Regions from separate parts of the Sus scrofa genome. Here region 2 is linked to region 1. A link is a contact called in public promoter capture Hi-C data. All regions are on one chromosome and are shown on one strand. Each heading gives the region's core, a stretch centred on a gene start, on an enhancer-like site or on the middle of the called end of the contact. The rest is flanking DNA. Distances are from core to core; before and after follow the strand shown. Region 1 holds the start of LEKR1 (leucine-, glutamate- and lysine-rich protein 1). Region 2 overlaps LOC106505729 (a long non-coding RNA gene).

Region 1 (4,280 bases), core at 1,023-3,522:
TTTCTGCACCGCTGGCCTCAGAGGGGCGGCCGCGCGCGTCCGCACGAAGGCTTCGGGGTGGGCGCGCCGGCTGCCCCGGCGCCTCTCACGCTACGCCGCGTGCAGCCGAGGCAGCGCGTGTCGTGACGAGCGGCGATGAGATCAGTCAGTTACCACAGAGGCGGGGCTGGGAAGTGTAGCCTGTCACGCAGCCGGCTTGGTCGCGCCAGCTCCAGCAGAGGGGGCTGGGGGTGAATCAGCCCCTTTCAAGGGGGCGGGGAGCCAAAGGAGAAAATCATAGAAAGTGCAGCTTGCACAGTTAGGGGGCTGGATTCAATGAGCAGACCGGTTTGCGAGGCGCGCACTGAAAATGACCTCTGTGGATCAGTGTCTAATTCTGTGCCCAGTAGGAAACTGTCTAAAAACCACTGTTACATGGAACTCAAAGATCGTTAAAATGTGCCCTTAATTTGTTTATATTACTTCGTTTAACAGGCAGTGCACAGGGCTTGCATATGCGTGCATGAAATTTAATTTATACAGTCAAGTCTGGAGGCATGGTTTGGCAAGAACAATCACTGTGAATACAGATGAGAGCCGGTACAAAGAGTATGATTACTTAAAAGGACAAATGAACTGAGGGAAAAAAAATTCAGACCATGACACAAGGAAGCTATTACATTCATCTTTTCATGGTCTTGAACATCTTGTACCAACTCAGCTGTAATACACAGCGGAAACTTCTAATTAGACACAGAAAACACAGCTATTTAGCCGCACCAGGCAAATATTAAAAAAAAAAAAGGCCTTAGAGACATGTGATTAACATCCATAACTTAAGAATGAGAAGTATATCTTTAAATTTTTTTGTATTTCAGTCATTTCCTTAGTATGCATGTGACACACTAGTAGGTATGCCACTATGAAACAGGATTAATTACCATGTGCAGAAAAATCTCTGCTCTAAATTTTAAATATTATGAGAATTTTTAACAGATTGTAATATTCATATGATGCAGTAAGGAAATAGGGACTTGAGCCTAAGTGGCTAGCAAACTGCATCAAATGAATTTTTGAATGAAGGAAGGAATGAGTGAGTGAATGAATGAATGTGTAGGCAATACTCTAATGGTTAGAGCTGGGAAGGAAATTTTCATGAGTAAATAATGCAGCCCTGCCACTGACTCACATGTGATCCAGCTATAATGGAAATATGTTACAGCATACCTACTTCACCAGAGGTGTGGAGGACTATTCCTTACTCACCAAAGGTGTTCTGAGATCTTTGGAGGAAGATGATACATTCAAATATTATAAATAATACACTGTTATGACAACCCATGTATAAAATTTAAAAAGCATAAAATAATGTTTAAATACAACTATGCCACAATTTTTTTTTTGTTTGTCTATCAAGTACTGTATCAAGTACAGTTTGGAAAGCTGCATCCTTACATAAAAACATTTGGCTTAGAGGCGTTTTATTGCCAGTTGACAAATAGCTCATGATGTGCAATGGAAGTTTTAAATAATTGGTATTTGAGTAGTATTTATAGTGATGGTATTTTGTAAGAAAGCTGAGACCTATTGCCTATGAAGTGCTTAAAAGAAAAGTAGTTTTTGATGACTAATTTGATCTATGGAATCTTGAAAGCAAGAGAACATCTTGGTGTATTTCCAGATGCTCAATGACTGACAGTCTAGGATTAGAGTTTCATTTAATGTATGTCAGGCATTGTTCTAGGTGTTGGGGATAGAGCAGTGATCAGACAAAACTGATTACTTAATGTTTAATTTTCTTGCCTCTATTTAAGTGCAGACCACCTCAGGAATAGTGATATAGTACATACATCTCCGTGTAAATGTAAAAACTGCTCCTTGTCTCAGCTTTTAGAAGTGATCCCCTGAGAGGGAAAAGAAGTCACCACAGAGTGGTAAGTGATTTTGACTTGATTCAGAAGGCTTCTTTTATTTAGAAAGTCATAAGACAAAACTACCCATTACTCCCTGTTTCCCATTATTCTCCTTATTAAAGTTGCCCTCATGTTTCTTAATGTCTTCTGCCATCATTGGAAGGCTCTCATACCCTTTCTGCCCAGACGCTGTACACTTGTGCAGTTTGTTGGCCACATAATAGTGCCTGGCAGAGGAGGTGGGTAAGCATTGAACTCTTGGACTCCAGCCCCAGTTTCACATGCTAAGATATATGCCATCCATCCACCTGAGGAAGAGGTGTTTTTTTGTTTGTTTGTTTCCTTTTTACAGCTGCACCTGCAGCATATGGAAGTTCCTGGGCTAGGGGTCGAATCCTATACCACTGCCATGGCAACACTGGATCCAAGTCACATCTGCAATCTACGCCACAGCTTTCGGTAACACCAGATTCTTAACCCACTGAGTGAGGCCAGGGTTCAAATCCACATCCTCACGGACACTGTGTCAGGTTCTTAACCCACTGGGCCACAATGACAACTCCAAGGTGTCTTTTTTTTATAATTTGAACAAAGCACTATTCAGGGTAGGGGCTCACTGTTCTTCAGAGTTGTCAGGCACCTAGGTCCTATCTGCCCCTTGATGTGTGTTTTCATGTTGAATTTAATAGCACTGCTCTGTTATGAGTTGCAAGACAGGGAGCGTTGGGGGATGGGGAGAAGCCAAGGCTGAAGGAGAAATGAACCAACCTCTGTCTGCTTCCAAGATGTCCAATTACTATCTAGATCAACGAAGACTAGCTGGGGCATGAGGCCATATGAAATATTCTGCAGCAAAACAGAAGCAATGCTGGAGCAGCAACCTGCCTTTTCCATTTTAGCGAACTGGAAGAACTGTCAGCTCACAACAGGTTGACTCACTATTGCATTGTGACTGGAGAACATGATACCATCAGACAAAATGGTTGAACCTTTTGGCTGAGCTCATTTGTAGGAGTTGATATCAGATGGTTTGATACACAATATATGACCCGCTGAACACGCTGAACAGGCGATATCCTTGGTATTAAAGCAGTTTTCCTTTACCCTGTTGCTAACTTCTCTGTGGCCTATTGATGTTATGTCATGTTGCAAACAATCAGTGATAGAGACTGCAGTCTAGATGTAGTGACCTGATTAGTCCAAACTCCTGCAGGAAGACGTGCAAATAGATAAGCCTCAACAGGACCTGAAGAACCATGTGGTTTTGAAATCCTGGGTGGATGGGCCCCACCCTGTATACACCTTAAATCTGCTGGTGCTTTGAACGTATAATTATTGCTCAACAACTCCTGGGACGAGTTAATTAGATCTTTGTATGATTTGATTATAATTAACTTACTAAAATGTGCACATGTGTGCATAATATAGATGTATTTTTAAGATGTGGAATTAATATCACATAAGGGCAAAAAAATAACCCAGCAGCATTAATATCTTTTAAAATATAGTCTCTTCCTTATAACTGTTAAGCAAATATTTTGTAGTTTAACATATAAGCCTAAAGCAAATGCAGCATATGAAGGAATGATTACTCAGTTTATCATTTCACTCATCAGATAAAGATTCCTGTGGTATTTCTTAAATTAATTAGTGATTATTATTTACAAAGTCCTTTAGAGAGTATTGCCTTCAATTTTATGTAGTTTCAAAGTGGGGGAACAAAGAGATTAAGGAAAATATTCCATAAATCTTAAACCTACCAAAGAACTAAAGCAATTATAGAACTTTACAGACAGAAGACACCTGGCAAATATAATTATTATAAACTAGTTAATATAATTCCTGATCTGAGATAATAAGTATAGCATGCAGGATTATTTCCTGTTTGAGGACAGAAACTGCTTCTGGTTGATATTTGCTTTGCTAGTACCACCCAATAAATGGTGATGATTGAATGAATCAGTTAATGAATAAGTATAAGAGACAAGCCAAAGAACTAACCTCCAAGCACTTCCCTCTAATCCTGGGGCCCTCCCAGTTTCTCTCTTGCTGAGTGCCTTCCCAGATTATTGATGCCTTACATGAGCAATCAGGAAAAAGGAAGCAATCCAGATGGGAGGCTAGCTGTGGTCAGATGCCTCTGAAATGAACAAAGTATTTGCAGATGTTTCAACAAGTGGAGGGGTTGGGCTGAGTCTAGGCCACAGGAAACAACTTCCACACCTTGGGGCTACTACAATAAAGGTATCATCACTCACTAGCAACAGGATTCTGTTGGAAACTTGAAAAGTTGAAACTCAGGGTTGGAATGCTACATGAATCCAGACTTGCTTTAGGAATGCCAATGATCAGAATTAAGTATAGAAATTAATGTGATTTGTAAAAATA
Region 2 (4,280 bases), core at 1,168-3,667, 280 kb before region 1:
ATTTTCCTCCGTGGCTCTTCTCCTAGTCTTGAACTCACCTGTAATAATTTCCTAACGGGGCTCATGGCACTCACTTATGACTCTTTCCAAGCTCTTGCACCCAGAGCAATCTTTGTACAATGCACATTTGAACACATCACAGCATCTTCCCTTGTGCAATCCCCAGGAGACCTGCCTATTCTAGAAAAGACAAATTATTCCTTTTTTCGGTCCTGCAAACTGTTGAGAACCGACACAATAATGTGCTGCTGAACTTGTCTTCACTGTAGGGGCCTCTTACGCCTCCTGTACATCCCTATAACCATTCATTTATTCATCAGATACCTACTAGGTACTGCACCCTGTGCCAGGCCCTGGAGACACAGAAGAAACTGGGCCAAGGTTCCTGCATGGAGGAGTGAACAGCACAGAGAAGTGACAGTTCCTCCATCAATTGCCATGTGATGACGTTCACACCACTAAAAAGACAACAGCGCTGTGCTGTGGGAACAAAGGGAGTGGAGGCAGAGGCTTTGGGGTTTGTTGTGGGTTCTTGTCACAGCAAGGTTAGCCCAACAACTGCTTTGTTCTAATGACTCAGAAAAATAAATGAGGCTGGCACAGGCCACCCTGACACCACACACCTCTAGAATACCCTGGCTGCGCTGCATATTTTCATCCCTGGCGAAGTCACAGTGTTCTGACTATCCCAGCCTGTGTGGATGCTGCTAAGAGGAGGCAGACATCACCATGAGCTCCCTTAGATGACGCACTGCTTGATGTTCCCACTGTGGCAGTGGCTCCCTGTACATGACTGTCTCGAGCCCAGTCTTGCCAGGCATCCTGCCCCGCTCACTGTCTGTACTCTGGTCACACTCATGTCTTTCACAATCTTGAAGACACAAGTGCCATCTCTCTACAGAGATGCACAGGACCCTCCTGCTCTAGTTAATCCTATTTCTTCAGATTTCATTTGACTCATCAATTCCTTGGAGATTTCCCGGACATCCCATATTAAGTCAAACCCCTTGTTATGTACTCAGGGCATCACACATTGCAATGTCATGTTAATTTGCATGGGTATTTGATCAAGGTCATCTCCTTTTCTATTGTGTAAGTTGCATGAGGGCAGGAGCCATGTCTGTTTTGCTGACATTTTATTCTTGGTTCCTAGTATGACCTGGCAAAGAGTGGGCATTCAATCAATATTTGCTGAGAAAAACGAATGAATTATGGGTGCTATTAAGGGTAAATGGAAGAAAAACAGAAATGCAGGAAGAATAAGGATTGTATGGAACCCAGAGCTAGGACACAGGAAGATAATTTGAATGTACACAATCCTAAAACAGGCTGCAGGAGTTTCTTTAGACTAATTACAAAATGTGCAGAGTGCACAATATTTATAGTTATAATGTAATTTCCCTTCCTCCAGGCCACAACAGCCTTAGGGAAAACCAAGGATTTCAGGTCAATTCCCAAGATTTTTGGCTCTGTCTTCTCACCTCTTCCACCCCATCCAGTACACACGCTCTGCCTCCTCGGGGACTCGCGCCAGCTCTCCTCTGCCAGAGGGTGGGAAGGGCTGTGGTGGGATCAGAGACCTTGAGGGGGGTGCCTCTTAGGGGATCCACAAGTCTGGCCAGCCCAGCGCAGTCCTACAGCCCATATCACAGGCACTCTCTGCTGCTCCACCCTTCTCCGCTGGGGGCGCAATGGCCGCCTCTGTCGCTGTGAGGACCCCGCTAGTGCTACTGCGCCTCCTCCCCCAGCCAAGACCAGGAGGTGATTTGTCCTCCGTCTCACCTCCCCCGCCGCCCCACTCCCCAACTCGTTAGCCTGAAGTGGAGCGACAGTCCATTCGCCTTTCCTCTCTTATAGGTGATTCCCATCCTTCCTTGATTGTCATCGTTCTCAGCAGTTTTGTAGCAGACAAGTCATTTCCTCTTTGTTCATGAATCTTAAATCATGTTCTAGGGGTCTAGGGCCGGCCAGTTAGTTTCATTTCTCAAACTGGGTTTCCTCCACGGGGGGCCTGACGGGACCGGAGGTGGCAGCCATTCATACCATAAACGTTTATTGCATCAGAGAGAGAGGAGAGAGGGAGAGGGGGAAAGGGGGGGCAGAGAGAGAGATGAGCAATGCGGCCCTCAACCCGGGAACTCCTCCTCTTTTGGGACTCTTTACAGGCACCTTCATCCCTCGATGAGATATTCAGCTGTCAGGCCACAGGCTGAGAATTCATCATCTCTACACTAATTTTTGCTAGGAGCTAGGAGTTCAGCATAATGTTGATCTGTTTTTCTTCCAGCTTTTCCTACACAGATGACAATATTATTACCCTCAGCTTTTACAATGCAAGTCTATATACAGATCACAGGGTCCAAGAGGGCTCCTGAGTCATTTGAGATAATTACCCTTTTTTTTCTTTCTAGGTCTCCCATATCTGTGAATCAGCGATGAGGAAAATAGGGCCTCAGCAAAAGTAAGGGAGGCTTGAAGTGAGCAAAGCAGAGCAGAGTGTTGGCAGGAGCCGAGGGCTGCCACAGTGGGAACATCAAGCAGTGCGTCATCTAAGGGAGCTCATGGTGATGTCTGCCTCCTCTTAGCAGCATCCACACAGGCTGGGATAGTCAGAACACTGTGACTTCGCCAGGGATGAAAATATGCAGCGCAGCCAGGGTATTCTAGAGGTGTGTGGTGTCAGGGTGGCCTGTGCCAGCCTCATTTATTTTTCTGAGTCATTAGAACAAAGCAGTTGTTGGGCTAACCTTGCTGTGACAAGAACCCACAACAAACCCCAAAGCCTCTGCCTCCACTCCCTTTGTTCCCACAGCACAGCGCTGTTGTCTTTTTAGTGGTGTGAACGTCATCACATGGCAATTGATGGAGGAACTGTCACTTCTCTGTGCTGTTCACTCCTCCATGCAGGAACCTTGGCCCAGTTTCTTCTGTGTCTCCAGGGCCTGGCACAGGGTGCAGTACCTAGTAGGTATCTGATGAATAAATGAATGGTTATAGGGATGTACAGGAGGCGTAAGAGGCCCCTACAGTGAAGACAAGTTCAGCAGCACATTATTGTGTCGGTTCTCAACAGTTTGCAGGACCGAAAAAAGGAATAATTTGTCTTTTCTAGAATAGGCAGGTCTCCTGGGGATTGCACAAGGGAAGATGCTGGCCACCTGGGGACAAGGTGGGCAGAGGTAGATGAAAATGGAGGAAGTGACACAGGAAATGATGGTGCTTATCATAAGGAGATTTCAGCGCATACCAGGCAGAGCCCTGGTTCTCCAGAAAACTGACCAAGAGGGCCTGGGAACAGGGCTTGGGGAGGACAGCTCTCAGGGGTGCCAGATCTCAGCCCTTCATAAAGATGCCCAGGGGAACTACGACGCTTTCCCACAGCTGTCCACTAGGGGGAAGGCAGAGGCAGGAGAAAAGATGAGGTGGTCACCAGCCCCTCCTGAGCTGGGCACATCAGGCCTCAGTGCACCCAGGCTACCATCTGACACACTGGGCTGTTTGTATTACTCAGACGACAAGCCCAGGCCTCTCTTCCTGCCTGTCGGTGGCCTCTGTGATTTTATATGGTGTAGCCTGTGACATGAGATACCATGAGACCATGGTAACCAAGTACACAGCTTGGTGTGAGTGTTAATAAACAGAAAAAAGTAATCCCTGTTTGTCTTATTTTACTCACCATTTGTGGTTTTTCTATCCAGGCCTCATGTATCCTTTATTATCCTAAATAATCAAGATGTACCCGAATTCCATTACTTTTTAAAATGAAAAGGTACATGGGGGAAATATACCCATTTTATCCAGCCTTGAAAATAGCAATTATTTCCTTGTGTGGGAATTACCGTTTCCTCTTGCTATTCTGCCCAACACTCAACACATCATCTCAAGGGAAAATGATTTTCTTGATAATTCCCATATGCCTTAAAAAGTCATTTCCTTCTAAGAAACTCCTGATGATGGGAATTCTTAATTGGTTTAAATTTTTCCTAATCCTAAATGATTGAATATAAGTAGCACAACTGTCCTCCTACACAAATTATTCTTCTATACAACTTATCAGGCCCGTAGACCCAGGAATCAAATGAATGAGACTGAGCATAAAGGAATAAACATTTTACCAGGCGAGACCACAGAAATGTAAGTCCTTGTGTAGAAATGCTTCATACAGAATCAGAGGGTTTGAAAGTTGTTTTCCTGCCTGCTTAGAATGTCCAATTTGAAGCCCATCAATGCTTGATAACATTAATAGAAGACTTTGCTTTAATGAAGTTAAAGACTCTAAT

What was found. Promoter capture Hi-C pulls out the DNA fragments that hold promoters and counts their contacts.
Region 2: a contact with region 1 is called in a promoter capture Hi-C map of fetal liver, with 3 times the contacts expected there. The contact joins the enhancer-like site here to the promoter of LEKR1 in region 1. A contact is called at or near these places in 2 of 5 promoter capture datasets (fetal liver and liver), 23 of 47 Hi-C or Micro-C datasets (alveolar macrophages, brain, embryonic fibroblasts and 13 more) and 2 of 2 datasets of contacts at active chromatin or transcription factors (alveolar macrophages and skeletal muscle).

What each region holds. Positions count from the first base shown.
Region 1 is chr13:96,639,054-96,643,333 of Sscrofa11.1, reverse strand. It overlaps LEKR1 (leucine-, glutamate- and lysine-rich protein 1), which reads right to left and starts at 2,272. Exons shown (of 14, transcript XM_021069706.1): 1 at 1-2,272.
Region 2 is chr13:96,920,223-96,924,502 of Sscrofa11.1, reverse strand. It overlaps LOC106505729 (a long non-coding RNA gene), which reads right to left. Exons shown (of 3, transcript XR_002337734.1): 3 at 3,150-4,280. Among named protein-coding and RNA genes, the nearest start is that of CCNL1, 82 kb to the left of the region's middle. Within about 2 kb of position 2,417, at least 52 of the 83 cell types and tissues checked have an H3K27ac peak or open chromatin away from gene starts, as enhancers often do. A contact at or near this core is called in alveolar macrophages, fetal liver, fetal skeletal muscle and 5 more, where this site is marked.